Regions from separate parts of the Rattus norvegicus genome. Here regions 1 and 3 are each linked to region 2. The links are chromatin contacts, called in public Hi-C maps. All regions are on one chromosome and are shown on one strand. Each heading gives the region's core, a stretch centred on a gene start, on an enhancer-like site or on the middle of the called end of the contact. The rest is flanking DNA. Distances are from core to core; before and after follow the strand shown.

The links. Hi-C and Micro-C count contacts between places; a contact is called where the count stands out from the background.
Region 1: a Hi-C map of the A7r5 cell line shows a contact between it and region 2, with 2.0 times the contacts expected there. The contact joins the enhancer-like site here to the promoter of Cul1 in region 2. A contact is called at or near these places in 4 of 12 Hi-C or Micro-C datasets (the A7r5 cell line, Schwann cells, mammary epithelial cells and 1 more) and 1 of 1 datasets of contacts at active chromatin or transcription factors (oligodendrocytes).
Region 3: a contact with region 2 is called in a Hi-C map of liver, with 2.9 times the contacts expected there. The contact joins the promoter of Ezh2 here to the promoter of Cul1 in region 2. A contact is called at or near these places in 2 of 12 Hi-C or Micro-C datasets (Schwann cells and liver).

Annotation. Positions count from the first base shown.
Region 1 is chr4:77,385,704-77,388,752 of GRCr8, reverse strand. No RefSeq gene overlaps it. Among named protein-coding and RNA genes, the nearest start is that of Cul1, 160 kb to the left of the region's middle. Within about 2 kb of position 1,767, at least 4 of the 93 cell types and tissues checked have an H3K27ac peak or open chromatin away from gene starts, as enhancers often do. A contact at or near this core is called in the A7r5 cell line, where this site is marked.
Region 2 is chr4:77,550,111-77,553,208 of GRCr8, reverse strand. It overlaps Cul1 (cullin 1), which reads right to left and starts at 1,384. Exons shown (of 22, transcript NM_001108627.2): 1 at 1,292-1,384.
Region 3 is chr4:77,685,627-77,688,765 of GRCr8, reverse strand. Ezh2 (enhancer of zeste 2 polycomb repressive complex 2 subunit) reads left to right here and starts at 1,583. Exons shown (of 20, transcript NM_001134979.1): 1 at 1,583-1,721.

The DNA.
Region 1 (3,049 bases), core at 518-3,017, 160 kb after region 2:
AACCAACAACCAACCAAACAGACAAATATGGTGGTGTGGACAGGAGAAATAGACGCTCTCTAACATCCTCAGAGCAACATAAATGTCACAGCTACTCTGGAAAACACTGGCAACTCCCTATAAAACTAAACACATGTTTACCATATGGCCACAAGGAATTGCACCCCAAGATAAAATGAAACTTATTCTTATACACACACACACACACACACACACACACACACACACACACCTTTATGTGAATTTTAAAAGAAGATATAACTATCTTGTCCCACACTGCAAACAACACATAAATCTCTTACTGTGTGTTTAGCTCACTAAACACACTATGACACATCCATCGTGTGGAATGCTACTTAGCAGTAAAAATGAGAACATACATACAACAATTCATATGAATCTCAAGAGGATCATTCTGAGTAAAACCCACCCAGTCCCAGACAATACATACCTGGTTGCTTCCACTGATAAAACCCTGAAAAGCTGAAATTACAGAGTTTAGACACTGATGATCCTTGTAATTCTCAGAGGTTAAGGGCAAAGATGAAGGTGACAGTGGCTATAAAGGGTTCATTGGAACGTTCTGTATCCTGTTTACGGCAATGGTTACATAGATGTACACATGTGTTAAAACTGCAGAAATTAAATACACACAAGCAAATGAGTGCTGGTAAAACTGGTGAACTCTGCACGACTTGGATGCCAGTGTCCTGGTTGCGGTATGTGCTGTAGCTGCTAAAGATGATGCCGAGTGTGTGTGCAGTAAAGGGCAGATGGAGTCTATTAAATCTCACAACTGCACGTGAGCAGCTAGTTACTTCCAAAGGTTTAAAAATGTTCCACATTAACCCACGATTAAACACGGAAACAAAAGTCAGACTCAGCCTTCTTTTGGCTTCAGAGCAAATTCCTTTGTTTCGATAAAGTCAAACCAAACCAAACTAAATCAAAGTCAGATGCAATGCCAAATGTAAAATCAGATTACAGAGAAAGATGCTTGTAAGGATGTGAGGTCAAGCTTTCATGATAGGAAAGGCTGAGGGAGGCTGGGAAGATATTGTGAGGAGTTGCGGGCAGCTAAGTTATCCCTTACTTCACGGCCCAGCAGGCTGTTAGGCAGGCATCCTGTGACACAGACACAGACACAGACACAGACACAGACACAGACACAGACACAGACACAGACACAGACACAGACACAGACACAGTCACAGACACAGACACAGACACAGACACAGACACAGACACAGACACAGACACAGACACAGACAGACACAGACACAGACACAGACACACAGACACAGACACAGACACAGACACAGACACAGACACAGACAGTCACAGACACAGACACAGACACAGACACAGACACAGACAGACACAGACACAGACACAGACACACAGACACAGACACAGACACAGACACAGACACAGACACAGACAGTCACAGACACAGACACAGACACAGACACACACACAGACACACACACACACACACACAGACACACACACAGACACACACACAGACACACACACAGACACAGACACAGACACAGACACACAGACACAGACACAGACACAGACACAGACAGATACAGACACAGACACACAACAGTACGAAGACTTGCAGACCTCAAGCCTCAGACAGGTTAGAGATGTATGCAGCTGGCCAAAGGCAGAGGCAGGGTCCCACCTCAGGTTTCCATGCAGACACTGATCTATAGCTGGTAAAGGTTAACCAGCAGCCATCTAGTGGCAGAGGTTTGAGTCAAGGATAAACTCTGGGGTATCTAAAGCAAGCATGAGAGGAGTCAGTAAACTGGGGACATTATAAAAGCACATTTTCTATTGGGAGAGACTCAGCCAAAAACATGTAGAGAACATTTGTTTTTTCCTGTAAATCCCCAGGGTCCAAATAAGAGGGTTTTTTTGTGTGTATGTGTGTGTGGTTTTTTTTTTTTTTAAATCTTATCATACTTCCCGTTTGGATTAATGTCGCAGATACTTTCTTGGTTACACATGGAGCAAGTATTTGATTTTGAACACATTTAAAATAACGTTCTTGGAGATGGTAATTTTTTTTTTTTTTGAATCACTATTTGTTCCTCTAACTGTAGGAATCTGCCATCTAGTGGCTAAATCCTGAAATTGTTTTGTCCTTCCCGTTCTATGTTGAGAACTTCACATGAATTCGTTTTATTTCAAATCAGAAATCTATCAGCCTGGTAAAAATAAAAGAGATCTTTCTTATTAAAAACGAAGCCTTGAACAGGACTCCCATGTACCCTCAGACATAGGTTGTTGGAGAATCTTCAACAATATAAAAACAAATTTCTAAATGCCATTTGCCTCTAATGATGTGACTGTCCAAGCTACACCTGAAGCATTTAAATCACTGTAAGACTAAACAGAACAGCAGAACAGTTAGTGTCTAGTAGCTTCGGACCGTGACTCCTAGTTTTAAGTGCCTTACATCATGTAGATATGGTAGTAAATCGGGGTCTCACCACTTTGCCACACACTTGTGTCAGCTGTAACTCTTTTGGGGTTGATTCATTTCACTTCACATGTATGGGTTTTATTTTCTTGCATGTATGTCTGTGCACTGCTTGTATGTAGTACCTGAGAGGTCAGAAGAGGGTGTTAACTCCCTAGAACTGGAGTATGAATGGTTGTGAGCCTCCATGTGGGTGCTAGGAACTGATCCTAGATCTTCTGTGGGAGCACGTGCTCTGAAGCATTGCGCTTCTCTCCAGTCCCCGAAACTCTCGTGTTGTAAAACTGGCATTCACTGTCCTCAGGTTGGAATTCTAGAGACTTCCATGCCTGCTTCATTGTCTGCCTTCCTGGTTTGGTTCCTGTCTGCTGCTCCTCGGTCATTTGCGTATAGTCATACCACTTCCCTACATGTACATGAGTATATTAGATATATGTTCTCTCCTGCCTGTACATGTATGATAAACCCATGTAAGTACCAGTCCTTGTCTTTCTACTTTCAGTGATATTTAATGATGTCAAATATTTCAACACTGAAGCTAAATTATCTCTA
Region 2 (3,098 bases), core at 135-2,634:
ACCTAGCTCCCTTAACTTTGGGGATTATTAGACTCAAGGAATGAAGAGTGCAAGCGTCCCTTGCTTTCTTAATTATCTCCGGTGTAACACAGTGCACAGGTGACAGAAAGAAGGGGTTCTCAGGGCCACGCGGGATTTAAGAATAGAGACCCGCAGAATCTCCGGCCCCCGACTCGGTCCCCCTGGCCCGGTGCCCGGTTACCTTTGGGGTCAGAGCGCGCGCTCCCGCCGGGCCCGGGGACGCGCCGAGGCCGCCGCACAGGGCCCAGCTCGACTGAGGAAAGCTGGCGGACGCCCCGGGGCTCCGTTCCTTTCGAAAAGCACACCGCATCCCGGCGCGCCTGCTCGGCCACGCTCCCAGAGAGAACGGAGCCCGGGGCACCACTGTTACCCAATAATCATGCCCCGCACCGTCGCAACAATGAGTGCCCCGGGATCCCCGAGAGCACGAGTCCCGCGGCCCTGAGCCGCCCCGGCCGAGCGGAACCCCCAGGGCCGAGGGGAAGGGAGGGGTAACGCGTGAGGCGCCGAGGCCCGCGCCACAGGCCGCGGTGAGTCCGGCTTTTTCCCAGTGCGTAGCCGGGGCCTGGTCCTGCGAGTCCCGGCCCAGGCCGAGCCTGGCCGGCCCGGTGACTCAGGCCGGGCCTGCCGGCTCCGCTCCGCCCTCAGCGTCCTACGCCCACGATTTCTCCAGCCCGGCCGCCATTCCGCCTAGTCGCGGCGCCTCGGGCCTTGCCGGCAACCCGGGCTCGGACGCCGCGGCCCGAGTCACTGCGACGCCGCGGCTCTGCCCGGGCCTGCGCTGCCTCCCGCCACCGCGGCCCGAGCCGCTACTCACCCGCATCTCCGGGCGCCCCCCGACGCTCGGGCGGCGTGTAGTGCTCGCGGGGCCCGCCGAGGTCTGGCCGCGTCCCTCAGCGCCCGGGCTGCCCCGCCTGGAGCTGCGTGCGACACGGCGCCCGCTCCTCCTCCTCCTCCCCTGCCCGCCTGCCGGCCCTCCTCCTCCCGCCGCCGCCGCCGCCGCCGCCTGCACCACGCAACCTCCGCCCTCTCGCCGTCCCTCCGCCGCTCCCCGCCCTCCCGGCTTCACCGGCTCTGGCGACCGCGGGGCGAAGCCGTGGGGGAGGGAGGGCCGGAACGCACCGCCATCGGCGTCCGGGGCGGGGGAGCCAAGAAACCGTCGCCGCCATCGCCTGGCCAGAGGCAGCGCGGGAGGGGCACTGAAACCGCCCTCCCAGAGTCTCTGGCCGCCCCTCAGTGGCGAGGACCCGCTTCACGCAGGCATTTCTACCTGGGAGCCATGGCCTCTGCTTCCCAAACGCCGAACTAGGTCCCGCCGGACGTGCGGAATCCTCCGCCAGGTTTTCCCGCCGCCCTCGCGTCGGGGCGGCCTCTTAAGCCCCGGCTTCCCGCCACTTCGGACTTCTCGTGGGGGCCGTGCTGAGGTTGGGGGCTCAGGTCTCTGAAGAAACTTCCGGAAGCGGCTGTAGGAGAGGGGCTGCGACCTCCTCTGCCCCTCTCCTGCATGCACATCCTGGGAGCTGACATGGACTCCAAGTGCACCGAGCTGGATGTCTCCAGACCTGGAGTTGGAGTTGAACCAGTGGCAATATCCCCAACCGTGAGAAGAGAAAGTCAGATGGGCTGGCGGCCCCCAAATCAGCGCGGACTCCAGAGAAACGTGCCATTGCTTCTCCGACCCCCCTCCTACCTGCAGGCCTTGGAGATCCCCCTGCGAAAACCTCCAGCTTACTCACATACCCACGTGTCTGTGTGTCTTCCTCTTTAGTACTTTTCTCCAAACTAAAGTGGGCTTCTTTCCCTTTTAGATCCTTTTCACTTTCAGTGTATAAGGTTCAGTTCTGGAGAGTTGGAGTTGCGATTCCAACCTGGGATGGCAGGAAATAGTATTTACATCTAGAATAATCTCACCCGTTAGAAATCAGCTGCTGTCTTGTCTTGTGTTTGTAATATCCCATTGTAAATTTGGCAACACCCCACAGGTGTTTGTCCCACAAGTGAGAGGCTGGAGAAAGAATGGATTTACCCCGCACCTAGTTAAGAGGCAGCTGTTTTAATATCCTGGCTTAGATCTGCCATTTAATTCTGTGAACAAGCAAGGGAATATTTTCAGTTAGCCCATCATCTGGGCCAAAGATGTATTTGATGTAACTTCTGTTTTCACCTAACAAGAACACTACAGAGATTCTAATGCACCACTTCAGGACAGTCTCCTCCGCATACCTGCAGTCCCAGATCCACAGCCTGAGTCACCACCTGTATTTCCTCTCGAAAGTCTCACTGGTGTGTGTTCCAAGTTCTCACCTGTGGGTCGAGACCCATTGGACAAACTTCTCCAAAAACATTTACATCACTATTCATAACAGCAAAATTACAGTTATGAAACAAACAAAAATCATGTTCTGATTGGTGGGTCACCCAGTGAACTGTATGAAAGAGTAGCAGCATTAGGAAGTTAAGAGAACTGCTTGTTTAGTCCTATGGAACTGTGGCTTTTTGTCAACATCTATTACGTATTTTTAGGAGTGTTGTTTGTATATGTGTATACCAAATTATGTTTACGTTTGTCTGGGGGAAAGAGATTTTTATTTTTTTATATCAAACACCTCAATAACTCAGTCAAAAGAAACATGTTTTTAGTAACCTTTCTGTGGATACATGATGAAGATGGAGGTAAGAAAGTGGAAGGTTTGTCCCTTGAATATTTTGGCTTTTGTTTTAAACTGGATTCCCATGTTCAGAGATAACAATTTACTTCCTCTCCATATTTCCTAATCTGTCGTTCTTCAGTGTCATCATTCTATATGGTCTCCTTTTCTGTGATTTTTCACCTCTGGATATGTGTGTGTCAACTTGAGGGTTTTCTCCAACCCGTTTTGCCCTAAATATAGGTATTTGGTCTATCTGAATCCATCCCCAGTTCTCAGTCTCCATTCCTTGTTTTAAAGTCTTTTATTTACTGTCCATACTGTCATTTTCAGTGGCTGGACTTGTTCATTGACCTGTGTCCACTTTGCAACCAGATGGCATCTGTTCTGAGCAGACAGCCCTACCTAATAGGACAAAAAGATATAACT
Region 3 (3,139 bases), core at 334-2,833, 140 kb before region 2:
TGCAACTGCTTGCCCTCACTCTAGATGGCAAGCCCATTCGTTCATTGGCATTACAACCATTGTATAATGTATAATGAATTTCAGGTGTATAATGAATTCAGCTGAAGTCATCCCAGCTTATGGACTGAACTAGTGGATTTTGACTTTTCCATTTACACACACACACACACACACACACACACACACACACACACACAAGTATATTAGAGTGGCTTACAGGTTGTGGTCCAACTAGTCAAGCAATGACTGTCTACCAACAGAAAACCCAAGAATCTGCTAGTTGTTCAGTCTACAAGCCTGGATGTGCTCGAATACCAGTGAAAGAATATGTATATATTCCCTCTCTCTATATATATTCTGAATATCTATATACATATATATTCATTCTCCGTTCTCTATCCATTTAATCAGTGAAGGAATGAATACATTCATACATTCATTCAGCCTGTTCCTCTAGAGAACCATGACCAATACAGATACATAACTTCTAGAGTGTTACAAATTCTCAGTGTTAATTCTTCATTGTTGAACCTGTTTTCGCAGGTCTGTTAGTTTGCCATACAGATGCATCTTATTAGAAGTAAATTTGAAATATCATTATTCACTTCATTGCCAGATAACTGAAACCAGGGTGTGTGTGTGGGTGCTGTGTATTGTATAAGAAGCACATTTCTAGTCCTCGAGGAGGGGAAAGGTTGACTTTCAAGATAGTCTAGCCATTGAAAAATGTTGCAAACTTCCTTACACTTTGCTGAGACAACAGGGACTGAGCTATCTGCTCTCAAAAGTTGCTAATAAACAACTTGAAACCTTGATAAGTGCTGAGAACCATAAACATAGATTGGAAGGCCTTTCAGAGAAATCTGGTCGCTTTTTCCTATGCTGTCAGGGCATTAGGCACTAGTTTTGCTAACCAAAGCCTCCAAGGTGCCAAAAGGAACCGCACTAACTTTCTCTGCTTACTGGTCCTCTCCATGTGGAGCGCGGCCCGTCCCGCATTGAGTCCCCCGTGGGGCCCGCCACGCGCCTTTCTGTCCGTGTCGCCAACAAGAGTGTTGGATTCCGGGCCCAGAATGGCACGCCAGGGGAAGAGGGCGGTTAAGACCGTTACCAACCCGAGTTTTGAATTATTTCAAACTTGGCTCTGGCGCCCGCCCTTCTCTTCCCCTCCCCCTCCCGAGAACTACTCAAGAGCCCATTCCCGCCAAGAGCTGGCCCGCCCCCCGGCCGGTTCCCGCCATCCCGACCTCCCCGCCTCCTGCCCATAACGGGCTTCGGGTCCCGCCAAGTGCCCGATCTCCGCCTGCCTGTCCATGGCTTTCCTGAGAGGGTACCGCACGTTGGCAAAAGAACAAAGACAGAGACTGTGGAGCTTCCACCCGGTTAGCCGCGTTCCTCAGAACGAGCCCTGACACTCGCGCACGCGCTGGCGCCGGCGAGCCTCCCTGTCCCTGGGCTGGGGCTCGCTTGGAAGGCTCACAGCTCATCCGGCCCTCTGATTGGACGGGCGCCCTCTCGCATCCTCCAATCGGGGCGGCGCTTGATAGTGCTGGGGGGGCCAAATAAAAGCGATGACGATTGGGCTGCTGCGTTTGGCGCTCGGTCCGGTCGCGTCCGACACCCAGTGGGACATCGAAGGCAGTGGAGTCCCGGCGGCGGCGGCGGCGGCGGCGCGTTGGGGCGGCGCGCGGGAGAAGCGCGGGCTGGCGCGCGGGACGAAGGTAATGCACGCCGTCAGCCGCCGGTGGTCGGCAGTCAGGGATCTGGAACGCGCCCCGGGGCGGCGGCGGCGACCGCGGGACCTCCGCGCGAGTGCCTGGCCAGTCTCAGGCATCGCCCAGCGGGTCTCACTCGAGCGCTGCTTTTGTAGGCGCGGAGGGAGGGCTAGGAGACAGCTTTCCGAGGGGTCATGAGGTGCGGGCAGGTCCACGAGGTCCCAGGAGTGGACTGTGGATTCCGGCAGATGTGGGAGAGCGGGGGCCGGTGGTGGGGGCTTCTGTCCCGGAGCCTGTTCCCGCCGGGCCGGGGCTGGGGGCGTTCCTGTGGCCGATCCGGGCCGGCAGCTCTAAGCCTCAAGTCTCCTTTGTGTGGCTGGGAGCGCCCGGGTAGGACGGGACGTACACACAAGTTGGTGGGACCGAGTCGAGAGTCTGCACTCAGACAAAGGACAGACTGTGTCTCGGGAGGGGAGGGGAGACGGCGACACTCGGCTCCCGCCGCGCGGGTTGGGGCGTGGGGAGGCGCGACGCGAACGCGAGTGGGCAGGGCTCGTCCTTGCCTGGCCCTGCTGGGGGGCGACCGACTAACGCCTGGCCTTGCTGCTGCGGGACTGCATGAACGATGTTGGGAACTCCCTTAGCCCCGCGGCTGACATTTCCCCGAGAGCCGGGAGTCTCCCACAGCTTCGGGCTGCCAATGTCCTCGCCTGGCTTTGTGCTAAGTTCGATGGAAGAGTCCAGCTGTGCTCCCTTCTCTCACTTCATTGTACAACCTCCCCCTCCCCCCGCACGCACCAGATGTATGCTGCAGGGCTACTTTTTGAAAATGGGAGAAACTGAGAAAGCACGGGCTTTCGGAAAACTTGGTGAACGTCTTGTGAGTTCTACGTTTTAAAGGATCAAAATTTTAAAAAAATTACGGACTGTTTTGGCCAACTTATGAGCTTCTGAGAACGGCGACAGGTGCTAACGAAATCAACTGTCATTTATTCAGTGATTATTCCCCAAATCTCTAGGGGTTGGTTGTGGAAGAGATGATAGAAGTAGATGATCGAAATAAAATACCCACGAGAAATGTGGGTTTACGCTGAAGGACTGACAGTTTCTTTTTAGTGGGTCATGTTTCCAGTGAACAAAAGCTTTGGTGAGTCAGAAAAGACGTTTGTTGCCTAAGAAATTCGAGTGTATTCTGGTCACAATTCAAAGAAACTTCCTTTGTTTATTAACATAGGATTTGTAGAATCCAAATTCATCTGAAGTAAAAATTTGTCTTTGATATTTCAAATACCGTACAACAATGATACAACACCATTTCAATTTCAGGAAAGTCGTTATCATTTTAATTTTATGGGTTTTTAATGGCACATAAAACATTTGAAAAATACTAATGCTGTCACAGTTGAATGTAGTTTATATTTTTG